Regions from separate parts of the Mus musculus genome. Here region 1 is linked to region 2. A link is a contact called in public HiChIP or PLAC-seq data. All regions are on one chromosome and are shown on one strand. Each heading gives the region's core, a stretch centred on a gene start, on an enhancer-like site or on the middle of the called end of the contact. The rest is flanking DNA. Distances are from core to core; before and after follow the strand shown.

Region 1 (6,565 bases), core at 979-3,478, 130 kb after region 2:
TGATCACTGACTGTGCTATTGCCCTCCAGGTATTGCGATTTACATCCTTATAACACCCTCTGAAGTACTACTCTATTTCCACTTTACAAATGGGGAAACTGAGGTTGAACCCCACTTGTAGAATCCAGAGTCACATAGCTACTTTTTGGCTTTTTGTTGGGTTCTTAAACCAAACTCTGGCTCCTGACCCCATACAGCTTCTGCAGTCTCCAGCGGTTTTCGAGGGAGCCTTTCCGCGCTCCTGCAGAATTGGAACAAAGCCAGGGGAGCTGTAGGCTGAGTTCTCAGTGCGTGGGCCTCCTTCTTTGGATTTCAAAGGTTCACTGAAGTTCCGTGAGAGTCAAAGGTGACTCCGAGTGGAAGATTAGCTGAGATTCAGAGCTGGCCCTGGCACCACTGGACTTAACTGTTTTCTCTGATCTTGTTGTCAAGGCAACCTTAGGACTCTGTGCTTCTGAAGTTATTCTTCCCCTTGCCTTCTCCAGACAGCCATTCCCAGTGACCTCCTGGTGAATGACTGAAGATTAGGTAATGTGAAATTAAAAAAAAAAAATTGTTAGGACTTTCATACTCGCTCCAGGCTGAACAAGAGGTATTTTGTAAGTGTCTGTCTACGTCACTGCTGGACCACAGTGACTTACAAAGTACCTGGAACAGAGTGGGGAGCTCAGAAAATGTTCAGTGTATGCGTGCAAAGATGATAAGTTATGGAAAGGAGGCTGCCACATTTCCCACAGGCTAAGAACCTAGGTCAGAGTAATAGGCTAAGGCTTGTAGTGGCCAGTGAGATTGCTTAGTGGGTAAATATACTGCCATCAACCTGACAAGCTGGGACCTGTCTGGTGGAGGGACAGAGCTGGGCTAATTCCTGAAGGTGACTTCCACATGTAGGCTGTGATGCATATGTATACACGCACACATGCACACACACACACACACACACACACACACACACACACACACACACATGCACACACATACACACATCAGAGAGAGACAGAGACAGACAGACAGACAGACAGACAGACAGACAGACAGACAGAGAGATTATAATTTTTTGAGATGGGGGGATTTACTATATAGCCATGGCTCACTATGGCTATATAGCATCTTCACTATGAAGATGAGGCTAGCCTTGAACTCACATAGATTTGCCTGTCTTGTCTCCTGAGTACTGTGATTAAAGGATTAGTAGTGGTGACCTCCCATGAAAGGGAGTAAGGGAGATGGCTCAGCCAGTGAAGGTATTCTTGCTGCCAAACCTGACTATCTGAATTCAATCCCAAAACTCCATGGTGGAAGAAAGCCAACCCCTCCGACCTCTACATAAGCAACCTGTCCTTTGACCTCCCCATGAGTGTCATAGAACATGCATATCTACACACATAATAATAAAATGTAATAAAAGTGTTACACAAATGCATGCATATAGATATAGATACAGAGATATAGAGATATATATAGAAAGTAAAAGCTCAGATCACCTTTGAAATGATGACCTGTGCCCTGCTGTCTCGTGTCTCCATACCTGTGAGCTTCAGCTGCCCACGGAGGAGTTCTGCCCACTTCAGCCTTCTGGAATGGGACACCAAAGATGTCACTCATCTCCCCACCCCCACCCCCTCTCTCTGTGTCTGTCTCTTAAGTTATGAAGTAGATGCAACACAAAATTTACCATGTTAACTATTTTTAGTGTTTACATTTCCATTTTTGGGCAACCAACATGGTACAAAGTTCTGTCTTTCACTTACATTCATCATAGTTTCTACTGCCATCTTGGATTTTAGCCACAAGTACACAGTCACGGTTTAATGTCTTTATCACTGTCTGTCTGTCTGAATGTATATATGCATGCATGCATGTACACATGTATGTGTGTATGCATGCATGTATTACACATGTATGTGTGTATGCATGTATGTATTACACGTGTATGCGTGTATGCATGCATGTATATATGCATATGTGTATGTATGTATGCATCTATGTATGTACTTTTATTCATTTATTTGGTGGGGAAAGATACATGGGATTGCACATGGAGGCATAATGACTCTGGCAGGGACAGGTCCATGTGGGCCAGCAGGCTTGGTGTTAAGTACCTTTTATCCACTGAGCCCTCTTACCAGCCATAAAGCCTTGAGTCTTAGTACGGCACCAGATGACATGAATGTTCAGTAAATAATGGCCACTGATTGATTTTTGTGCTCCTCACACCGATTCGTAGCTTTGAAGCGCCCTCTAGTGGCAATGATGAAAATGATGCGAAGAACCACCTAAGTCTATTTGCTTTCTAGCAGGTGGTGACCACAAATGTCATCTTGTGTCCCTGTCTTTTGTGTTGTTTTCTTACTGACTTCACTGAGTATGAAATTCTAGTCAGTTAAAAGTTGAGTGTAATGGTTTTGTAATCCCAGAATTTATGACATGGAAGCAAGAGGTTTGCTGGAAGCTACACAGTAAGTTCCAGGCTAGTCTGGGTTACCTAGGGAGAGCCTGTTTCAGAAAACACACAGCCAGGTGCACACCTTTAATTCTAGCACAGAGGCAGAAGCAGGTGAATTTCTGAGTTTGTACACAGTGAGCCTTGTCTTAAAACAAACAAACAAACAAACAAACAAACAAAACCAAAACCCAAAACAAAATAACAATATTGGAACAAAATAAAAATCCCAGCAACCAAACAAAACAAATAAGGTGAACTGAATGATGTTTTTCGGATAGTCTAGGAGGAACTCCGTGTTTTGTTTGGTGGTTTGTTTGTTTGTGGGGGGTGCAAAGCAATTCATTTATACAATCAAAATGAATTAATGCACACATGATATCGAAACAAAAACATGCAAAAAACAAAAATAAGATTCAAGAGATAAAAGTACACTCCAACAAGAACAAACATAGCTGGGTGGTGATGACCCAGGCCTTTAATCCTAGACTTGGGAGGCAGAGGCAGGAGGATCGCCAAGTCCCAGGACAGCCTGGTCTACAGAGTGAGTTTTGGGCCATCCAGGCCTTCACAGAGAAACCCTGTTTCAAACAAACAAACAAACAAACAAACAAACAAACCAAAAGAACTAAATATACAAAAAATAAAACATAACCCTAGGAAAAATAATGTCTGCATTGGTGCATGTCTGCTCAATGTTTTTAATTAATATAGAGAATTGCATTTTCTGGTGTTCTGATTTCATAACTAAATGAAAAGTCACAAGTTAAAATAGTGTTTGCCTGATTTTTCTGAGCATTGTGTATACCAACAGCCAGAGGCTTTAATGGGTAAACGACTCTTACACTGGCTTAAACTGTCCAGTCCAGGAAGAATGGACTCCAAGGAGACACTGCAAGGTGGGATGTATGTGAGAACAGTTTCTGTTTTGTTCAAATAAGAAGTGAGCAGTGGCCAGAGCACCTGGGGGAGCCATCTTGGTTCCCGGATCCCTCAGAGACTGGTCTGTGCAGGTGAGAGTGTGGACTACAGAAGCTAACAGCTTCTGGGACAGGCAGAAGCCACACAGCTTCTGGGCCAGACCCCGTTTTGGGCTCCAGACATCCGGGCACTGACCCTGGCAGAGGAGAGGTGTCCGCCCTACCAGGGAGGGCTTTGCTGGAGCACCTGGGGAAGTCATCGCTGGTCCGGGATCTCTCAGAGACTAGACTGTGTAGGTGAGAGTGTCGACTACAGAAGCTACACAGCTTCTGGGACAGGCCCTGTTTCGGGTCTTCATCTTCTGCCAGGAGGCAGGTCCAGATATCTGTGCACCTTCCCTGCAAGAGGAGAGCTTGTCTGCAGAGAGTGCTCAGACCACTGAAACTCAGGAGAGAGCTAGTCTCCCAGGTCTGCTGATAGAGGCTAACAGAATCAAGAGAGGACCAAGCTCTAACCAGAGACAGCTATAACAACTATCTCCAGAGATTACCAGATGGCTAAAGGCAAACATAAGAATCTTACTAACAGAAACGAAGACCACTCACCATCATCAGAACCCAGCACTCCCACCTCAGCCAGTCCTGGATATCTCAACACACCTGAAAAGCTAGACCCGGATTTTTTTTTTTTTTTTTTTTTTTTTTTTTGGTTTTTCGAGACAGGGTTTCTCTGTATAGCCTTGGCTGTCCTGGAACTCACTTTGTAGACCAGCCTGGCCTCGAACTCAGAAATCTACCTGCCTCTGCCTCCTGAGTGCTGGGATTAAAGGTGTGTGCCACCACGCACGGCTAGACCCGGATTTAAAAGCATATCTTTTGATGATGGTAGAGGACATCAAGAAGTACTTAATAACTCACTTAAGGAAATACAGGAGAACACTGCTAAACAGGTAGAAGTCCTTAAAGAAAAACAGGAAAATACAACCAAACAGGTGATGGAGTTGAACAAAACCATACAAGACCTAAAAAGGGAAGTAGACACAATAAAGAAAACCCAAAGTGAGGCAACGCTGGAGATAGAAACCCTAGGAAAGAAATCTGGAACCATAGATGTGAGCATCAGCAACAGAATACAAGAGATGGAAGAGAGAATCTCAGGTGCAGAAGATTCCATAGAGAACACCGGCACAACAATCAAAGAAAATACAAAATGCAAAAATACCCTAAGTCAAAACATCCAGGAAATCTAGGACACAATGAGAAGACCAAACCTACAGATAATAGGAGTAGATGAGAATGAAGATTTTCAACTTAAAGGGCCAGCAAATATCTTCAACAAAATTATAGAAGAAAACTTCCCAAACCTAAAGAAAGACATGCCCATGAACATACAAGAAGCCTACAGAACTCCAAATAGACTGGACCAGAAAAGAAATTCCTCCTGACACATAATAATCAGAACAACAAATGCACTAAATAAAGATAGAATATTAAAAGCAGTAAGGAAAAAAGGTCAAGTAGCATATAAAGGCAGGCCTATCAGAATTACACCAGACTTTTCACCAGAGACTATGAAAGCCAGAAGAACCTGGACAGATGTTATATAGACACTAAGAGAACACAAATGCCAGGCCAGGCTACTATACCCAGACAAACTTTCAATTACCATAGATGGAGAAACCAAAGTATTCCATGACAAAACCAAATTCACCCAATATCTTTCCACGAATCCAGCCCTTCAATAGATAATAACAGAAAAAAAAATACAAGGACGGAAACTACGCCCTAGAGAAAGCAAGAAAGTAATCTTTCAACAAACCTAAAAGAAGACAGTCACAAGAACAGAATGCCAATTCTAACAACAAAAATAATAGGAAGCAACAATTACTTTTCCTTAATATCTCTTAATATCAATGGACTCAATTCCCCAATAAAAAGACATAGACTAACAGACTGGCTACACAAACAGGATCCAACATTCTGCTGCTTACAGGAACCCATCTCAGGGAAAAAGACAGACACTACCTCAAAGTGAAAGGCTGGAAAACAATTTTCCAAGCAAATGGTCTGAAGAAACAAGCTGGGGTAGCCATTCTAATATCGAATAAAATTGACTTCCAACCCAAAGTTATTAAAAAGGACAAGGAGGGGCACTTCACACTCATCAAAGATAAAATCTTCCAAGAGGAACTCTCAATTCTGAATATCTATGCTCCAAATGCAAGGGCAGCCACATTCATTAAAGAAACTTTAGTAAAGCTCAAAGCACACATTGCACCTCACACAATAATAGTGGGAGACTTCAACACACCACTTTCATCAATGGACAGATCGTGGAAACATAAACTAAACAGGGACACAGTGAAACTAACAGAAGTTATAAAACAAATGGATTTAACAGATATCTACAGAACATTTTATCCTAAAACACAAGGATATACCTTCTTCTCAGCACCTCATGGTACCTTCTCCAAAATTGACTATATAATTGGCCACAAAACAGGCCTCAATAGATAGAAAAATGTTGAAATTGTCCCATGCATCCAATCAGATCACCATGGACTAAGGCTGATCAACAACAACATAAATAATAGAAAGCCAACATTCACGTGGAAACTGAACAACACTCTACTCAATGATACCTTGGTCAAGGAAGGAATAAAGAAAGAAATTAAAGACTTTTTAGAGTTTAATGAAAATGAAGCCACAACATACCCAAACTTATGGGACACAATGAAAGCATTTCTAAGAGGAAAACTCATAGCTCTGAGTGCCTCCAAATAGAAACTAAAGAGAGCACACACTAGCAGCTTGACAACACACCTAAAAGCTCTAGAACAAAAGGAAGCAAATTCACCCAAGAAGAATAGACAGCAGGACGCCCCCGCCCCCACATTCTCTTGCCTGAGGCAGTTAACTCCCCTGCCTACCCTGTTATTTTCTCTTCCAATATGAATTCGAGCTTACCCTTCATGGACTTAGTCACTACTACATGACAATTAGAAGACATCTGGCCCACAGAGGAAATTCTCTGCTTCACCACCCATGTCTCCTCTCTGGTCCTTGGATCCAGCTACACAATATGACCATGGGGGACTTTCATGATAATCTAATCTACGGCACCATGTTAAGCAGGGAACTTCATGTCCCCTTACTGATTACAAACCCCCAAAGGATCCCCAAGTGTATCACGTCCACCCCT
Region 2 (6,217 bases), core at 280-2,779:
GTACCCATGGCTCCCAGCTCTGGGCTTCCATCCAAAGCTGAAGAAGAGTATGGTGGAAGAGCTTTGGTCCTAAGCTCTGGAACTGAGTTCCAGGGCCACCCGGGGGGCCATGTTTAGAGCTGAGCAGTCCCAGTGCTGGATCTGGGGCTAGAGTAGGGGAGGCACACAGCTCTCCCCGAGTGAGTGAGGTCGTTCTCACCAAAGGACTGGCGTGGACCCAGAACAGTGAGAGCGAGGCCCCGGAAGTAAGTGCTCTTAGAATTTTAATAAGTGCACAAGTCTCTTGGGGTTCTTGTTAAAATGCATATTCTGGCTTAATAGTTCTGGGACAAGGCCCAAGAGCCAGCAAATTTTTAACCATTTATTCATTTATTTGTTGGAGGTAGGTGTGTGTGTGTGTGTGTGTGTGTGTGTGAGAGAGAGAGAGAGAGAGAGAGAGAGAGAGAGAGAGAGAGAGAGCAGCTTTTCTCAGAGTTCTGTCCTTCTACCTCATGGGTTCTGAGGGCATGGAACTTGACAGCAAGCGCCTCTTCCCACGGAGACATCTCACCACCACCACCGAGAATTGGGATGTTTCTACATCTCGGTGCTGGCGCTTGCTGGGGGCCTCCTCCAGCCTTTTGGAGTTCAGAGCTGAGGTGGAACACAGCGTCATTGGACGAAGGCCAAAGACTGATGCCCTGGCTTTGTAATCCTGGCTAACTGTACTTGGGGCAAGAAGCTGATGGCTTCTGTAAACTTAACACTCTCTTGCTTATTTTGTGGCTGAAAACCATTGGCGTCTCTTCAAATCCGTGCTTAAATAAGCGCTGGGGGAAACTTAGCTCTTTGTGCTTAAGCAAGTGCTGGAACTCAACTCTTTATTACTGTCCTGTGCTTCAATAAGTGCTATAAACTTAACTCTTTGGCTCTTTTATTATTTTGTGCTTAAATAACCACTAATTTCTGGCGAATTAACACATGTGGTTAGCAATGGAGAATTAAGTCAGCCCGGGGTTCCTCTGGCCCCATGAGAGGCTCAGAGCTTCTTAAAGCTTTTTGAACCAGAGAGGACAAAAAGGAAAGGAAAGAAGTCCCTCACACAGACACATAGACCGGGTGGAATTTGCTCAATAGGGTGGGCTAATGCCCAGGAGTCCGTAGGGAATGTAACAGTGACAGGAAAGACATATCAGCTGCAAGAAGCAATCCTGGAATGAAGTCCCTTGGGACCTTGCCTGCCCGAGTTCACCTATCATAAGCTATGCAAAGACAGTGGGCCACCTCCAGGAAGGTTACCTGCTAGCCTCAGCCTTTCCTAGATGACCCCTGACAGGCACTTCGGAACCACATTCAGGGCTATCAAGGGTCTCTTCCCAAATATCCTTAATGTTTGTGCCGTAAGTAAGGGCAAACTACAGAGCTAATGGGGCTCAGTGCACAGAAACCTTCCTGGACACCAAGGCCAAATTATCCCCTCAGCTTGAGCCTCACTAGGTTAAGGCGGGAAGGGCAAGCTCCTTCTCTTATTGTGCAAATGACGTGCGAATAAATTGGGTGGTTTTGCTGAGTCACCCACCTGCTTTGAAAGACAGTTCAGTTCTGATCCACCACCCCCCTTTTACAGGGCACACAGGATTACATCAGTGTCGTCATGGGATCCTCTTCAGGCTTCTGGAAGCTCCAGAAGAGCTGCCAGGGGAGGAAGGAAAAGAGAAGTGACCCGCCCCCCCCATGTACGGTCACTCTTCCCCAAGGTGATGAGCGGAGAGCTGAGTCATCCCAACCTGGTGACTTTCAAAGTCTCAAAGGGCAAAGGTCATCTGGTCACACGCCACCTACCCCTACTGCTGGAGCTATTTTTATCCTGAGGTCCCTTCTTGGCCCCATTCCTCCATGATCTCCCAGTGTTGGTTGCTCACAGTAACCTCTTACCCAGGGTGGGGCCAGTCACACCTGAGTTGCAAGTAAGATAAGGTGAGGCCGGCTACCACCTCGAAGGGCGGGGCCGGGGGAGTGCAAGTCGTTTTCGGGAAGACTCGTTGGCGATCTGTGTGGACTGGCAAAAGAAGATCCTGTGCGTGATCCATATGTGGAACCCGCTTCTGGTTATGCTATGGGTTAAATTATGTGTCGCCATCCATAATTCATGGATTGAACTCCTAGACCTCCGTACCTCAGAATGCAACCTTGCTTGGAACGGGGTCTGTGCAGATGTGGTTGTTTCAACGGTAGAGACTAGCAGACACAAACAAATGCTAGTCGCCAGCAGAAGCGAGACAGGAGTTAAACAGTCTTGCTCACAGCCTCAGAGGGAACCAGTCCTAGAACCATCTTAGCCTCAGCCTCCCAGGGTCAGAGCCTTGAACTTCTAGTGCTCAAGCCCTTCCAGTCTCGTTTGGCCTATTTTTGGGGCAAACTGGCTAGTCTTACCTGTCCTTTTGAAAGCCCTGGTGAACCAAGGGAGACTCTCACAATCTGACAATTAATCGTTCCTCTAGTTGTGCTCTTGTTGTGATTGTGGTTTTATTCATCTTGCGGGCTGAACTGTGTCTCCTGTGTTCTCTGCTCCGAGAACGTCAGACCTACTCACTTAGACAACAAGCCTGAATTTCGCTGGCCAGACTTCAGGGAAACTGTTGATTAATAGCATGCACAGGTTGATTTATTGATGCACACCTCCCAGAAGCACCCCAACAGATATCCTCTGGGCAGCAGAACACCCACCCCCACTCCCACCCCCAGCGCAAGCTGGAGTGGTTATATCTCAGAATCATCCCAGGAGAGTAGAGTTTCTAGAACATTCCAGAAAAAAAAAAAAAGATCGGAAATTGGGTGAAGAAGGGTTTTCTGCCATTGGTGAGAGAGATTCTGAGCTCTGTGGATCCAGTGTGTAGTTTCCAGGAAGATTTGGGGCTGACAGGACACTGAGGGTCACCTCGGAAGCTCCCCGCCCCCCCCCCCCCCCCCGTCTCTTTCTCACCCAGATGGCATTTTCTGACTTGTTTACTACAAGTTGAACCCTGATAGAAGCTGAGCGGGCTGGGAAGGGTAATGAATCACCGCCATCCCCACGGGAAACACAGCACACCACACCAGCCCAGCCCAGCCACTCCTAATGCATGGACCCTGCCCTTTAGCATACACACATCAGCTGAGCAATCACACTGTGGCTGAACCTGACCCACAACCCATGAAAGGACATGTCCTGTGGGCACACAGAGCCTCACCCATTCCTACTTTGGTACCATGTTCCTCTCTCCCCGACAGTTCTCTCACTACAGCGTTCTCCGTGCAGAGTTCAGGGTGTCAGCTGTTCCTTACAGCAATCCTGCAGTTCATATCCACAGTTCTTCACTAGCCCAAGTCTGGGTCTCCCAGGCTGGCCGCAAACCGCAAATATGGCCGAGAATGACCCTGTACCTTCTGGTCTTCCTTCCTCAACTCGCTGAGTGCTAGGGCACAGGCATGGGGCACTGTGCCCAGATTATGCAGTTCTGGGGACCAAGTTTGGGATTCTGTGTACACTAGGCAAGCATTCTGCCAACCGAGCTGCATCTCCAACATTCCACCTCCCCTCTTATCCCACGCAGGCACAGACCCAGCTTTGAACCCGACTCTGGCACCAACTGGCTGTGCGGCCTTTGTGAAGGTAGTTTACCCTTTTGGAAGCTCAGATTCCTTAGCTATGAAAGAAGGTCAGCCATAAAGACTTACCCCATCCTGTTGTGAGGAGGTTCAAATGAGACGGCTTACGTCGCCGTGCTTGGCACAGTGGGTGGCTCTCTGAAGCACATACACCGTTTTCCTATGATGGCAAGTGATGAATAGCCTGGGCTTGCGTAGTGTGGCAGAATGCTTATGCAGAAACAAAGGATGTACATTCCAATCTATTGCGAAGCTAGGAGGTATGACATCCATCTTACCTGCTTTTTTTTTTTTTTTGAAGTTTTGCAGCCTGTGACTTTTTGCTGAGGAATGTGCACTGATACGAGGGGACTCATCTTCCAAATATGTTCCGAGCACCTGCTAAGGAGGTGACGTGTTCCTGGCAATTCTAGGAGCAGAACTGGGGGATGCGAGGGAGAGAGGCAGTGACTGGCAGTCGTCCAAACTCATCAAGTTTCCTTTCATGCTTTCCCCTAGGTGATGGTAGATTTGTCACCTACTTCTACAGATTATGTCTGGCATTGCCTCAGGGAATGTCCAAGGAGCTGAGGCCGGAGAGGCCAGTATCCAAGGAGTTGAACCAGCCTTAAGGTGGGATCCCAACTTTTTTCCTCCTAACTCTTGTGACCATAGGAAAGCCAATTATACTCATGGAAACCCGGTTTCCTTTGTTAACTAATAGAATACCTAGGTCAGACTTTCCAGGCTGCTTTCAATTCTGTGTAGCTCCCTCTTGATAACTATATGCTTCCATTCATTCATTCATTCATTCATTCATCCATCCATTCATTCATTTATTCATCTCTCAAACATCCTCCAAAACATCCAACATTATTTTGATTATTATCTTTTGAGAGCTATAGGAGTTTCGGGGATAAGGGAACACTGAGAAATTTTGCCTCTAGGACCCCAGAATCCAACAGTGGACCTTAGTTTACCTTATAACTTTCCCATGTACTGATGTGGGTCTGGCAATCAGGAGCCACTGACAAGTTCCTGGCAGACAAGTGGCTCCTCGGATCTAGGCTACAAGTAGCCTAACCTCTGGGCAGGTGCTCAGGGCAGGCATTCCGCTTCTCCTGGACAGTAGCCAACGGGGACCCAGCCCTTCTACTTGAACTCATGACCCTGTGCTTCCTGTCTCTCAGCAGGAGATGGGTTCTAAAAGAGGGCTGGGTGGGCTCCCCAGGGCTAACTCACAGTTCAGACAGGAAGTAGGTGGGAGAGTTCCCAGACACATCCCACTCTTTCCTTTGGAACAGCAGGGCTTTATACCAGTCTCCCCTGCAGATCTTTGCCTGACTGAGGAGAACAAGTGGCCACTCCTAGCTGCAAGGAAGCTTAGGGGGAAAAAGAGAGAAGAGTGTCACAACTGGCCTGGGTCAAAGGTCAGAGAGCCTTTTTTTTTTCTGGAAATGGTTAGAAGTAAGTATTTGCGGTCCATTCAGTGTGTGTCACTACTGTTCGCTTCTGCCTCTGAGGGTTGGCAACGGGCAATGTGTAAACCCATTCTGCTGGTCTCCAACAAAACATACCACAAAGTATTACTTTAACTTTCTTCAATAATGTAAAATAATGTTAGAAATCTACTTCCTGGGGCTAGAGAGAGGGCCGAGTGGTCAAGAACAAGCGCTGCTCTTCTGCTGGACTGCTGTTTATCCTCAACACCCATTCTTGGTGGCTTATAATCTTCTTTAACAGCAGTTCCAGGGGGGTTTGGTGTCCTTCACAGAGCACTGCACACACATGCAAACTTTTAGGGGAAACACTCATACACACACACACACACACATATATATTTATTTATAAAAATCCGAATTTTTAAAAATCTGTTTTCAGAGTCCCCGCATAGCTCAGTTGGTAGAGTGCTGGTCTCATATGCACAAGGACCTGGGTTTCAGCCATAAACAGGCCTTGATGGCACATGCCTGTTTGTTGGCACATCCTCAGCTCATTTTTCCTTCCTAAGTGAGAGTCTCCACTCCAAGCTCAGGCGTTTGCAGGGATCTGAAGGGGAAGTTTTGGGTTGTGTCACGTGAGGCAGACTCACGAGGTTCTCTTCTTTCTCTTACACCGTCCGTCATAGTCCTCATAGTCTGTCATGTTGCTGGGCATCCCATGTCTCTCCACCTGCACAGCACTCTAGAAACACCCCACACCCCGTTCCTGAGAAGCACCCCCAAAGTTTCGCCTCCGTACACACTGTTCTCATCAGTTCAACCCAGGTAATTAAACAGAACACCTCAAAGGTGATTAAAAATTAATTTGGCTTCAACAGGCCCGGAAATGAAATTCAGGGGAAAGCAGGCCCGGCTGGAAGTAATTGGAAAACCGACCTGCTGGGCAAGGAGAGTCACTAAGCCATCACCAGAGGCGTGGAGGGGACAGTGGAGAGGCAAATGGTGACTGCTGAGATTAGATGGTAACAGGTCACTTCTCAGGCCTCCATCACTTACTGCTGCATGACTGCTGCTGACAACTGCATTGCAAAAGCTGCTGGTTGACAATAGGGAAGTGTCCTCCTGAACTGGTGCCTCCCACTCTGCCCTCTGTGGTCCCCGGCTGTCCC

What was found. HiChIP or PLAC-seq counts read pairs in DNA pulled down with a chosen protein or histone mark.
Region 1: a contact with region 2 is called in an H3K4me3 HiChIP or PLAC-seq map of intestinal villus epithelium, with 6 read pairs. The contact joins two enhancer-like sites. A contact is called at or near these places in 3 of 484 Hi-C or Micro-C datasets (the 4T1 cell line, the HL-1 cell line and bone marrow-derived macrophages), 13 of 115 datasets of contacts at active chromatin or transcription factors (CD8 T cells, embryonic basal ganglia, embryonic stem cells and 7 more) and 2 of 9 other capture datasets (adipose tissue and liver).

The regions. Positions count from the first base shown.
Region 1 is chr19:53,576,878-53,583,442 of GRCm38.p6, forward strand. No RefSeq gene overlaps it. Among named protein-coding and RNA genes, the nearest start is that of Smc3, 20 kb to the right of the region's middle. Within about 2 kb of position 2,229, at least 9 of the 459 cell types and tissues checked have an H3K27ac peak or open chromatin away from gene starts, as enhancers often do. A contact at or near this core is called in bone marrow-derived macrophages and intestinal villus epithelium, where this site is marked.
Region 2 is chr19:53,447,717-53,453,933 of GRCm38.p6, forward strand. It overlaps Mirt1 (myocardial infarction associated transcript 1), which reads right to left. Exons shown (of 10, transcript NR_028427.1): 3 at 3,906-4,048; 4 at 3,697-3,787; 5 at 1,559-3,476. Among named protein-coding and RNA genes, the nearest start is that of 4833407H14Rik, 9.8 kb to the right of the region's middle. Within about 2 kb of position 1,530, at least 61 of the 459 cell types and tissues checked have an H3K27ac peak or open chromatin away from gene starts, as enhancers often do. A contact at or near this core is called in bone marrow-derived macrophages and intestinal villus epithelium, where this site is marked.